Regions from separate parts of the Rattus norvegicus genome. Here region 2 is linked to region 1. The links are chromatin contacts, called in public Hi-C maps. All regions are on one chromosome and are shown on one strand. Each heading gives the region's core, a stretch centred on a gene start, on an enhancer-like site or on the middle of the called end of the contact. The rest is flanking DNA. Distances are from core to core; before and after follow the strand shown. Region 1 overlaps Gbf1 (golgi brefeldin A resistant guanine nucleotide exchange factor 1). Region 2 holds the start of Nfkb2 (nuclear factor kappa B subunit 2).

Evidence for each region. Hi-C and Micro-C count contacts between places; a contact is called where the count stands out from the background.
Region 2: a Hi-C map of kidney shows a contact between it and region 1, with 1.7 times the contacts expected there. The contact joins the promoter of Nfkb2 here to the enhancer-like site in region 1.

The regions. Positions count from the first base shown.
Region 1 is chr1:255,047,297-255,053,761 of GRCr8, reverse strand. It overlaps Gbf1 (golgi brefeldin A resistant guanine nucleotide exchange factor 1), which reads right to left. Exons shown (of 40, transcript NM_001191634.1): 4 at 5,570-5,701; 5 at 1-82. It also overlaps the pseudogene Pin4-ps7. Among named protein-coding and RNA genes, the nearest start is that of Nfkb2, 58 kb to the left of the region's middle. Within about 2 kb of position 3,156, at least 2 of the 93 cell types and tissues checked have an H3K27ac peak or open chromatin away from gene starts, as enhancers often do. A contact at or near this core is called in kidney, where this site is marked.
Region 2 is chr1:255,104,490-255,110,954 of GRCr8, reverse strand. Nfkb2 (nuclear factor kappa B subunit 2) reads right to left here and starts at 2,581. Exons shown (of 22, transcript NM_001008349.1): 1 at 2,303-2,581; 2 at 1,965-2,046; 3 at 1,805-1,845; 4 at 1,493-1,591; 5 at 1,262-1,413; 6 at 890-996; 7 at 646-804; 8 at 302-406; 9 at 90-175; 10 at 1-3. The coding sequence starts at 2,323. LOC134484075 (a long non-coding RNA gene) reads left to right here and starts at 4,957. Exons shown (of 2, transcript XR_010061425.1): 1 at 4,957-5,456.

The DNA of each region.
Region 1 (6,465 bases), core at 1,907-4,406:
GGATCTGTGCCCACAAAACGGGCATGAGTGACAGCATCTGCCATGTTCTCCATGCCCTCTGCCGTGCCCTCATGAGTTGGATCTGTACCAGCAAAAGGGACAAATTAAATTATGCCAAGAAGACGAGAAAGGGAAGATGGCCTGTCTATAAATTGCTTGGAGAAGACACTGGCTTTCTCATCAGTCTCCTAACCTACTGTTTTGATTTGTTTTTGTTTTTGTTGTTTGTTTTCTAGCAACCTAAGAATTTTACCCATAATACTAGTGGTGGTAGTACATGTTTTTAATCCCAGCACTTGAGAGGTAGAAGCAGGTGGGTCTCTGTGAGTTTAAGGCCAGCCTGATCAACAGAGCAAGTTCCAGGATAGTCAGGGTTACACACAGAAACCTTGTCTCAAAAAAATTTTCCCCCTCATAACTGGTTTTAACAAACTCTTCTGCACAACTCCACTGAGTAAAAAAGCACTTCTCATATATCAAAATTACCTGTAGCACACAGTCTGGCTCACTTCTAGAAGCTTTTTTCATGTTCCCCTGCCCCCCACCCTCCTCTGTGTGTAGGCCAGAGGCCAATGTCAGCCAGGTGTTTTCCTCAGTCACTCTCCACCTTATTTATTTTTGAGACAGGGTCTCTCACTAAACGTGGAGCACAGCGATCCTCCTGTTTCCAACTCTCCAGAGCTGGAATTACAGTGCTCAGCTTTTCACTGGGTACTAGGGCTCCAAACTCAAGATCCTCAAGTTTGTGTGTCAAATGCTTTACCAACTGAGCCCCTAGAAGCTTTGATTTTGTAGGGATACAGTAGAGCCTAAGAACCTGCATTTCTAAGATCTCAGGTAGTTAATCCTGCTAGTCTAGGGACACACTTGAAAAATCATTAGTGGTAAGCTACTCATTTCATAGTGAAAGGGTCTTGAAATAGGAGCAGAGAGCAGGCAGAGTCAGACCTTTGAATGCCAAGGTTACAGCTTTTGTCTTCCCATCTTGAATGTGACTTCTCTTTGGTTGTTTTGGCTGTGTGTTCTGGTGCAATTGAATAAGGGAAGGAGGGAAACAGATGGTTTGTGCTCCCAGTACTGCTGTCTGGGTGGCACGGCACCCCAGATCCAAGGCTCTTCACATTCATTCTTTCACAACACTCAGCAAGAATCATGGTACTAAGGCCAGGTATGGGGCCACACATTGGGATCCAGCACTTGCCAGGCTGGGGCAGGAGAATTATGAGTTTGAAGCCAACCAGGACTATAATATAGAGAGACCTTGCCACTTCCTCCAAATAACTTGTTTTCATATAGTTGGCTAGCTTTTGGTTTTAGAGACAGGATGGAGTCTAGGCTGGCCTTGAGCTCACTGTGAAGCTAAGGGTGGCCTTGAATTCCTTATCCTCCTTCCTCTGCCTCTCAAGTGCTGGGATTATAAAGCAGGTGCCAAACACACCTGGCTTTAAAAAAAAATATTGTCCCTTTAACTAATCAGGCTGTAGGAGGGAAAAAGAAACAAACTGAATGGGACTGGAGACTAGGGACTGGGAGCAGGCAGGATTTTTGATGTGGAAAAGAGGTGAGAAGCTGACCCTAAACAAAATCTGTGGAGGGACAAACTCTGCTCTACTCTTGTGGCAAACAGCCACAAGGAGCAGGCTACAAACCTGCCTCCAGCCAGGCCTAGAGTCCTGCAGAAGGTCGGTTCTGGTGCTTGGTCCTGAAAAGTGAGCTCATGGAGGTAAGCAGGAAGAAAGGCAGCACATGAGTGAAGCTCAGGCGGTGCTGAGGGTCAGGGAGCATGGAGAGCAGGAGCCCACCTGACCCAGTGGTACGAGTAAGGACACGGATCTTGCCACCCCTCCCTCCTTTTTCTTCATTTGTGAGACAAGGTCTTGCTATGTAGCCCTGACTTGCCTGAAACTCACTAGACCAGACTAACCTTGAATTCACAGGTCCCCCATCTCTGCTCCTGTGCTGGGCTTTAAAGGTATGTGTCACCACACATGGCAATTTCCCCCTTTTTGGTACCTGAAATTAACAGAGTTCCTGAGCCTAAAGTTTGGGGGATTGCCAAGAAACCTGAGCATTTCTCTTGCACAATGAGCCAGGAAGACTTTCATCAAAGGTGAGTACTTTTTCTTTTTCTCTTCTGTCTTCTTGGCACTAGTCTCTGACATGCCCAAGACTCTGTCCTACTTGCAGCACCCTCTTCTAAGTACCAAGTGGCTTCTACAGAGACATGCACGGGGGCAGGCATTTGAGACTTGGGGTACAATGTGGTGACCCAGCCCCTCCTCCTATCATCCTCCCATCTCTCTCAATCAGCAGAGAAAATCCCATTCTTTATGGACCCTGTTTAAATACTCTTGCAGCCCTGCTTGAAAGTCCTTATGTAGGACTTCAGGGCTTTAAGAAAGCTAGGTCTTGATTGGCATGTCAGAGTTCAGCAGTGAATAGCAGCCTTGCTCACATCTCAAGGCTCCTGAGAGTTTGTTTCTTCTTCTCTTTCAATAATTTCTTGATAAAGTGGTTTAAATTCTTTAGATCTTTTTGAATTCTCATTCCTTCACCTTGGACAAAGTAGCAAAGTCCATTTCCTAAGAAGGCAGGTAATAGTGACCGGTCTTCGAATCACAGGGAGAATGGGCCAGTAAGCTGGACAGTCAGTGCTACCACTCCTGACCTGACAGGCGCACGGGCCCAAACTAAAGGCCAGTCTGTGGAGCAGAAAATAATCTCAGAAGCCTTGGGCTGCAGGATCCAGAGGGCAGTGGGTGGTTCCTGCTAGGAGGTCGCAGAAACAAAGGATTCCTTGGCTTGAGCTCATTAGACCTTGTACTCTGCCAGACTCCTCTTCTAGTCACTTGGTAGCCAGTTTCAGAGAGACTTGCCAGCCTTCGTGTTTTGCTTTATGGCTCTTGCACATTCCTTCCACGCCTTTTCACATGCCTACAGCGATCCTCACCTCCAACATTCTCCTTTCCCACCGAAGGAAACTCCATTGACCAGCTGGCCTGAGGTCTCCAATGACCAGTCTCTTTGCCAAGTCCAGGAAGGGGACAGAGGAAGGAGAAAAGATCAAAGGGAAAGACCCAGAAGGGCAGCTGCTGGAGGCTGTGAAGAGACATGACCTGCAGGTGGCGCTCAGGCTGAGGGTGGCAAGTCCTGGGACTGATGTCTTCAGGGAAGGTATGCTGAGGCTCCTGTGCCTGGAAAGGCTGAGACCTTCCCTCCCTACTCCTAACCTGACTGACGCCCAAGGCTCAGAATCCTGAATGAGTTAGCTAAGTAAATCCAATTTTCTAGAAAAGATAGAGTTTTCTCGCCCTGAACTTAAAGGTCATTCATTTGCTTCTGGCTGGCTTGAACCTCAGCCTCATCTCACCTTGTCTCTCCATTTTGGAACAAAAAGGGCTGGCTGCCTGTTTTCTTTGCTCTTCACTCTTTTCAAATGGGTTTGTAATGGGGGTGGAGTGGGGATTTAACTTCTAAGTGACAAGATCAACTAAAATAAGGAATCCAAATGCACATCTTACGTAAACTGACTAAGGGGATACAACTCAGTGGTGGAGTCCTTGCTTATTAGCAAGTGTGAGGTCCTACTATAGAAAAAATAGACTGGGTGCAACGATAGGAATAGACTGAGAACAACACTTTCCAGTACAGTAGACTCCAATCCCTACTGTACAGAAAGCTTCAACAACTGTTAAATCCAACAGAGGGACAAAAGAAAAACAACAGTTCAATCTCGGGAAATAAAAACAACATTTTTGCCCACCAAAGTGGCACACACACAAAACAGAAAACTGGTAATACTCAGGGCTGAAGACAGCAAGGAGAAATGGAAACTCCAAGAGCATTGCTAGTAGGGACATAAATGTTCTAACCTACTAGGGAAGGGATCTATAAAATGTAGCCCTTATAACATTTCATACAGAACTACAATTAATAAATAAGGCCATAGGAACACAGATGCTTAATTTCAGCTTATTTATAATGGTTTCAAAAGAGAGAATAATGTAAACATTAAATAAAAAACACTGTTATATCAAAGATGAATGGGGAGGAGAAATGGGGAGTTATTTCATAATTAAAGTTTCTGTTTGGGCATGAAGAAGTTTGAGAAATATTTGTTAAAAATAGTTGTACAATGGGGTGGACATAACTAAAACTATTGAATTCTTTACTTCAATGGGATTAAAGGAGCTGTGCATGTAGACTGCTTGCCTAGAATTCATGAAGCCACTGTTTTGATCCTAACACTTCACAAAACTGGATGTGGTAGAAAAAGGGTTCTTATCCCAGAATGGGAAGGTAAAGGCAGGGAGAACTAAAATCCACAGAGTCCATTCTACACAAGAGGCCATTCTACATAGTGACTGCGTCTGAGGCCACCTTGTGCTGCATGAGACTCTGTCTTAAAAAAAAAAAAATTAAAAGGTAAAATGTGTGTGTGTGTGTGTGTGTGTGTGTGTGAGGGAGAGAGAGAGAGAGAGAGAGAGAGAGAGAGAGAGAGAGAGAGAATGTTTTCCTACAATGAAAAGAATAAATCAGCTATATAATTATATGTGTAATCAAATAAGCACTATTAAGTGAAATACAGAAAATATGTAGTACAATACCCTCCCTCCCACTTAAAAAAAAGTGTGTGTGGGGGGATAATCAGGCTGGAGAGATAGCTCTTCCAGACAACTCAGGTTCAGTTCCCAGCACCAAGATGGGGCTTCTCGTAAATGACCATAACTAGTGTCAGGAGAATCTGACACCCTCTTCTGACCTCTGTGGGCACCTGCATACACATGGTACCCCTACACACACTCAAGTACATGCACATACACATAAAATGAATAAATAAATCTTTAAAAAAAAGATAACTGTCTATATCCAGTACTTGGGAGGCTGAGGCAGGAGAACTTAAAGAAGTTCCAGGCAACAAAGAAAGACCCGTCTTAAGATGAGTATGTGCATGGGGGGGGGGGGGAGTTCATATTTATGTGCATTAAGAAAAGGATAAGTGCAATCAAGGCATGTCCTCAACACCATTTACTTAGAGACTCTGGCGCTAAGAGAGAGGAGAGACCTTTATTTCAGACATTTCTAATGTAGTTTTCTTACAATAAGCACAAATTGGAAAATAAGGCAAACCACAGGAGGTGGGGATGGATGGCTCAGTGCGTAAAGGAACTTGCTGTCAAGCCTAATTAATGATGGGAGAAGAAAACCTAGCCACAAATTGTCCTCTGACCTCCATGTGGATACCCTTCTGTGTGCATGTCCCCTCTCCCAGCTTCCCTGTTGTAATTTTAGAAACGTCTGCTCCTTTGCATACAAATAAATAAAAAAAAGTAATTTTCAAAAAGGGCAAACTAAACCATCAAGGGTACCACATTCTTAACTCTCCAAAGTGTGGTGGAAACTAGAGTCCAGGCAATCTCCTCTCTTCTCTCCCTTCATGGACAACCCAGTCAATTAGCATGATGAGGAATAAGTCAGCCTATGTCTCTCCTAGGAAAGGGACTGATGGTTTAAGGCCTGTGCAGCAGGACATGGAATGCTGCAGGTGTCACAAAGCATAAGCGCTCACCTATGAGTGCACAGGACAGGAACTTGTTGACAGAGGTGAGTGCCAGGCCGGTGATAGGACCAGTGGTGTCTTCAGAGCGAATGACTTCCAGAAATGGACGAAGGAATACATTTGGCTCAATCTCTGAGAGTTCTGCAAGAAAAACAAACACACACAAATCAAAAATGAAAAGACACTAACAAAAAAATCCTGGCGAGAGTTCATTTTTGTCTGTTGAATGAAGTTAGAGGTCTTTTTGTTTGGGTCAAACTTCTTCCCCCTAAAATAAAGGATTATTAGAATGGTGAGTTTTCTGTCATAAGGAATACTGCGTCATTACTGTTGTGTGTATGCATGAGATTGAGTCCAGGACACTGCATATGCTATGCAACTATCTTCCAGTGAGCTACATTCTCAGCACTTGAGCATAATCAAAAACATTAACAAGAGTCGGGCATCAGGTGTGACAACTCACATTCTTTTTTTTTTTCAGTCTTTCATGTGATTTATTTTCTTCCTTCAACCATAATAATATGATATCCAAATGTTGTCTTACCTGTGGGTCTGTAAACACAGGCTTATCCATCCCACTTACAGGCAAGGCAAAGGCTGCTTCTTGAAATGGCCCCACCATGGATCCTCCGGTCATCCAACCCAAGTCACCCCCTTGTCTGGCTGTATCCTTGCTGTATTGTGTGGACACTTCACTGGATCTCATCCCAGACTTAAACTTTTCCATGGCTTCCATGATTTTCCCATGTTTTTCCACACAGAATGTGTCTGACCTTTACTGAATTGCCACCACCTTTAGGACCCTGAGACTTGTCAGCATTGTCACCCCCAGAGGCTGTACTTCCTTTCCCTCCTTTTCCAGAACCACTTTTCCCCTTCGGTGGCATCTCTTAAGCTTGGATGAT
Region 2 (6,465 bases), core at 1,332-3,831, 58 kb before region 1:
ATACTGGGGTGGAGGGTGGGAGAGCAACATGGTGTCAGTGAGGCCTCTTCATAGCTCTGTCTCCAAGACAGGCCCTAGTTCCTCAGTACCTGTTTATGAACGTCTGTGGGAGAGAAGTCCCCAAAGGCTTGCCATCCGTTCTCGTCATCCTCATAGAAACGAACCTCAATGTCATCTACAGAGAAAAGTGACGCTTAGCCACAGGGAGAACCTGCAGGCCAGTGCATTCATTCCGAAATTGCCCTGGCCCCTAAGCCTTACAGCCAATGTTTCCACCTCCCAGAGAGGGCTTCTGCCTCACCTTTCTGCACCTTATCGCAAAGCAAATAAACTTCGTCTCCACCGCGCACGGAACCTGCTGTTTTGTCCATTCGGGAAATCTTCAGGTTTGAGGCCCCTGGAGACTCTATAAGGTGGGGGATGGGTTGGGGACACATTGATGGGATTGGAGGCTTGGCAAGGTCATTGTCATCATTATCAAACTTCAGGAACCACAGTATTCTCATTAACCAACTCGGAAACAACACTCAGATTTGCTTACGACCACTCACCCAACACGAACATAGCAGGGCCAAACCCCATAGCTTGGAGGTATCGCCAGTGCTCCTTTGGGAACCCACACTTGGCACCCTGCAGAATACTCACTGCTGTCGTGGATGGGCTGGGAGATCACAGGCTTCAGGGGCAGGGAGAAGGAGCCATCACTAGCTCGAAGGAAAGCTGAGAAGCGTAGCCGTACAATGCTCAAATCCATGACTTTCTTCAGCTCCTTGGCCTCCTGCTCCAGCTCCCGGCGCTCGGCCTCTGGATGGGGCAACGTGGTGTGAGCTCTGAGCTCCTTTCCCCGGCTCCTCTCGAAACACCTCCCGGCCATCCCTTGCTACCACACCTGTAAGGCCCTGAGGCTTGGAGCGGAGCCGCTGCCTCTGGAGTTTCTGAATCATAATCTCCATCATGTTCTTCTTGGTTACATGCAGGACACCCAGATTATTAAATCTGGAGAGGGCAAGGAGGGGTCAGAGGGCTTTGACCATGAAGCTTTTTCCTTCTGAGGCAGCGCCCCTCCCCTCACCCCTGACCCCTGCACATGGCCAGACTCATTCGGGCTCTGTCCTCCAAGGAAACTGTTTATAGCTGAGCCCTGGGGGTTCTGGGGCCGAGGTACATCTCCCCCTTTGTGTGTTAATCACACAGGTAGGCTGAGACCTGAGACTGCCAGGCAGTGAGCATCCCACTGGGGGCCACGGGCGGAAACACCTACTGAGCAGTCATGTCCTTGGGTCCCACAGACACGGCACACACCCCCAGCTCAGAGCACTGCTTGCCCACCAGACTGTGGGCATGTGCACGGGGTGGGTCACTGTGTGTCACCAGGTCCACCTCAATCTTGGCCGGCCCCTCGTAGTTACAGATCTGAGAAGGGTAAAGGATCATCATCAGTCGTAGCGCGGATATCCCGTTCCTACCCTCCAGCGTCATCATCCGAGCTCACCTTGACAGTAGGATAGGTCTTCCGGCCCTTCTCACTGGAGGCACCTGGCAGACCTCCATGGGAGGGGCCTTCACAGCCATATCGAAATCTGAAGCCTCGCTGAAGGTTCCATGGAAGAGACACTGTGATCAGGAGAGGCAACTCCCCCCTGCCACCCCCACATGGTAACTACTGGCTAACACTGACCACAATGACCAATAGTGTCTCTCCTGTATATTTCCTTATAACCCCCCAAAATAGCAGCAATTGACAGTTATAACCACCCCACGTGTCCCCAGAGCTGAAGCCATCACATCTCTGTTGTTCACTCACCTGTTTAGGCTGTTCCACAATCACCAGATAGGGGCCATCAGCTGGAAATAGAGGGGCCTTGCTGAGCGTGGGGGGGGGGTATCTAAGACCATCCCTCAGTGGGGCCTCCCCAGGGAACACGCGAGGTTTGCAGACACTGGGAGGCCAAAGACTTACTGACCTGTCTCTGGGGCTGGATCCTTGGGCTCCACAATGGAGGGGCTGAATTCAAAATCATCATATTCAGGGATGCCATCCAAACCCTGGTTTATAGACGGAGAAGGTGGCAGCTGATTCAACCCACACCCACTCCCCCACACACCCCCCTTAAGCCCTCTGCAGTCACTCCTAGGACTCCTCTTCAAGCTATGAGGAAGCTCCTTTCTGGGCAGGGTTTGCAGACAGCACAGACTGACAGACTAGGGGAATTTGAAGCCGTGCAGAAGTAGGGAGTGGAGGAGCGTCCAATACAGACACAGACGGCACCAGCCGCCTTCAGGGTCAGGCAGTGTGACTTACTGGATCGTAGCAACGGTCCATATTTCTGGGCTAGGCCCTGCTGTGTCTTTTGGCTTCGGCCCGGTTCAGCTTCCCAGAGTTTCAGACGCCCGCCTAAGGTGAAGAGAGGCACAGGAGGGGGAAGAGGGGAAGAGCTCAGGATAGGGGTGGGCAGGAGAGGGGGGTTCAGATCTGGGGGAGGGTCTGATCTCCTCCAGCCGCCCGTCCGGGCGTGGCGGGAAAGATCCGGTGGAGGTCGAGATCCGGATCGGGGCTGGGCCGGGGAAGGGGCAGAAAGTTAGTGCTCTTAGGAAAGTCCCGAAAATACCAGGGGGAGGCGGAGCCGGAGGGGGCGGGCCTGGAAATGACGCCGGGGCCCCGCCCCCGCGGCGGGAGGGGCGGGAGGCCCAGGCTGTTCCTGGTTCCCCAGCAGCCGCTGCAGCCCCTGGGGCTCAGTCGAGGCCTAGCCGGCCTCGCCCCCTCTCCGCAGCCTGGAGCAACCTTGGGATTTTCAGCCAGTGTGGAGGACACGGCTGATTCACCTAGGGGCTTTTGTGGGGACATTCCTGCCGTCGGAGGCCCCTTTTCCGAATGGCCCGTAGGCGGGGGCTCTTGCAGTGGGGCCTCCGGGGGTTCTGCCCAGAGAATGTGATTCGGGCCGCTGGGTGGGGGGAAGGAGTTTCCCCCTTCACGGTCTCCGGAGACTCCGGAACGTCTTAGCTTCCCGGATTCTCCCGCTGCACCTGCTCTGGGTGGCCAGGCAACCGGTCGCATTCCGCCCTCCCCGGCGACCCCAATCCCAAAGCCATGTGTATTGCGCGTGTGTCCGCTACAGGAATGTGCGTTTCATCCCTAATGTCTTGTGTGCCTGGTGAGTGCGAGTGGTGGCAACGTGGCACGTGCAAGTGAGCATTCGTCCACACAGGTGAGTTCTTGAGCTGCTCAGTGTGGGCACACGTCCGTGCACGTCTGGATGTCCGTGTGCAGGCACCGGTGCACTGGTGCCCTTCTGCCCGCGAGTGCGTGTGCAGGGCTGACACCGGCCGGCTGTGCGCAGGCGGGCTAAGGGCAGGCATACGTGTCGATGATGTGTAGCAAAGTGTTCTGTTCCTGTGCGCACTCACTGGAGGTGGCGTCCAGCCCCAGACTGTCATCTAAAGTGTCCCTTCCCTCCCTCTCCATTCCCTGGACACTCAGGGTTCTGAATCCAGCCACTCACCGTGGTGGCGGCTCTGGTTCCGACTTCTTTCCGAGCCCTTCCCTGGACCGGTCGTTGCTCCTCTCCAGCAGTAGGGCTCCAGCCGGGAAAGCCCCTTTCGGCCCCCCGAGGGGGGGAATTCCCGTGACGTTCCTGTGCGTCACTCCCCATGCCCTTTTTTATTGGCTGAAAGTTTAACTCCAGGACTCTTGTAGCAACCCGGAGCGACGAAGGCGCGCCCCTTTCGGGGAAGGCTCGCCCGGGACTGGCCGCGGGGTGTTACCAAGCGCCAGTTCTGCTGGGGACAGGCGAGGTGGGACGGCGGACCAGCGCAGGGAGCGGCTCGGATCTCTGCACCTTTCCAGGCTTGCCCGGGACCGCTACGGAGTCCATTGGGCCTTTTGGCTCTTGCTATGCCTGGAGAGTGGCTATCTCTGAAACGGGAAACCCAAGGAAACCGGGTCAGCTGGACACTCCAGTCACCCTCCGGGAGAGGGGCCTCTTAGCTGGGAAGTAAGGGGAAGAGGAAGGAGTCGGATCTTGCGGTCAGCTCCAGATCGCCATCTAGCGGCTTTTCTGGAGCCGCGAGGAAACTCTGGGGTCAACTGTCTTAGTTTCCTGGCTTTAGATGTTTATTCTGTAAGTGTCCGGTTCACAAGGGCCAAGGCTTTTAAGAGATCCATTGGAGAAGCAATGCGCTGGGGGGAGAAAAGAAAAGGAAGAGAAGAAAGATGTTTGGCTGGGAGTCTTAGGCCTCGTTCACCCACCACAGATGTCTCAACTATTGGAGTTGAAAGGAGTCCAACCGGGTGTGAACTGCACCTGCAGTCCCAGCTTTCTTGAAACCAAGAGATCCCAAGTTTTACTCCACCCGTTATCAACACACATGCACACAAAGGTGTCCAAAGTGTATTTCAGACTTCCTCCTCTGTGGAAAATTGCCAGTGGTGTGCTTTGCATGGGTGAGGCCCAGCTATTACCATCATAAAAGGGGGTGGGAGGCTGGGGAGACAGCACAGCACTTCTTCTGCTCTTCCAGGGGACCGATCCGCGTGGGACAGCTCACACGTGTCTGAAACTACCCCACCAGGATCCCCTGGCTCTCTCTCCGCCTCTGGGAGACCGAATTCAGGTGCACACTCTTCAATTCTCGCCTACCCACCCCAAACCCATGTAATTATAAAAATAAGGAATATAATCTTTTTAAAAAGTCACCCTGAAAATGATGTTTCGCTGACTTCTCCGCGCACACTTCCACTAACAAGGTCAGGACAAGAGTTTCCAGCATGTTCTCTGTCTGGGCCTCGTGTTGTCATCTTTCCCCGTAGGGACTGTGTGTACGGTGCGTCTCCGTCCTGAAGCCCTCCGTCCGGAAGCCCTCCGTCCTGTAGCACAGCACAGGTTCTTTCAGGGCTCTCCTACAGCTGGCCCTGTTGCTTAGCAGCTGATCATAGACTTGTACTGGCACCAGGTGAGGGGAAAGGCATTCATTCTCTCCCTGCCCCTCACTCCCTTATACTAAATGCGTTGACAGGAAGCAGTTCAGATGTTTTTAAAATTTATGGTATTTGCATAGGCTTTACTAGCCTGAAAACCTGAACTCTCCCAACTGATACTGTTTGTTTCTGATTGGGGGTGCCAACTGTGTTCCTCTTATACTGTTGGTGAAAGCTAAGGTTTGAAGAGGCCTAACACAACCAAACACATAGCTAGGAAGGAGAGAGAATAGAGGATCTCCTGCTTCTGAGATAACACTCCTCTTCTGATCTTTTTATTTATTTATCTATCTATTGATTTATTTATTATAAGTACACTGTCGCTGTCTTCAGACACATCAGAAGAGAGAGCATCATCTCATTACAGATGGTTGTGAGCCACCACGTGGTTGCTGGGATTTGAACTCAGGACCTCTGGAAGACCAGTCAGTGCTCTTAACCACTGAGCCATCTCTCCAGACCCCGACTCCTTTAAAAAAGGGTTTGTTTGATTTATTTTTGAGACAAGTCTCTCTTACATAGCTCTGGCTGTCCCGGGATTCACTATGTAAAATAGGTTGTCCTGAAGCACAGAGAGCCATATAGCATAAACCTGGCTTTCCTACACCTGCTCTGACTCCCAAACAAAGACAGGAAGACCTTATATTTATTAGAAGCTTCAGCACTTCAGCTGGGCAGATGCTCATCGACTCTCACCCTGTTCTAACCCATCTGTGGCTGCCTACTACCCCCACATGCCCCATTGCTTGCCAACTTCATCTTGCTCTGGCTGTTCCTGCTCCATCAGCGTCCTCATAGTGACTCCTCTGGTGACCTGTTTATGGTGAGTCTTCCATGGTGAATCCCTTCTCTCAGTTGCTGGTCCTCACTAGAGACCCTCTCTGGGATCAGAAGTCCACCTCCTCCTCTGCTGCCCAGCTATGGGCTGATAAGTTCTTTACTAACTAATCAGAGGTGATGGACAACAAGTTTTACAGAGCAGTGAGACAGGAGATGCTTGACAATCAAACATCTGAACGGCACCCAGACCTCTGGGCACAGCAATCGGCATCTGAATACACAGTGCACACAATCATCCCCTGACATTTCCCCATTTTAGTCCAATATAGACTCTTTCTCATATTAATAAACCATATGCAATAGTAACAATTATGAAAGCTGTCAGGTCAAGGTTACACTCACAATGTCCAGGCCATTTGTGTTTGGCAACCGTGGGGAAAGTACTTATCTATCCTATCGTGGTGAGTTCAAAGTTCTATATTTAAATCCTAAGTAACTTAAGCTTACTGTGAGACTATAACTATGTTGTCTTCAACCCCACCAGAGACCTGAGAAGGAATAAATGTGCCTGAGTACATAGGAAGTGCAGAGCAAGCGGATTCCAAAACTGTAGAAACGACAGAGGGGCTGGGTGTCTGGACAGCCACTCAAGGTTTCTCTGCATTGTTGAAGCTTCATCTTTGGCCCTCTGGCCCAGAATCTGACAGGCT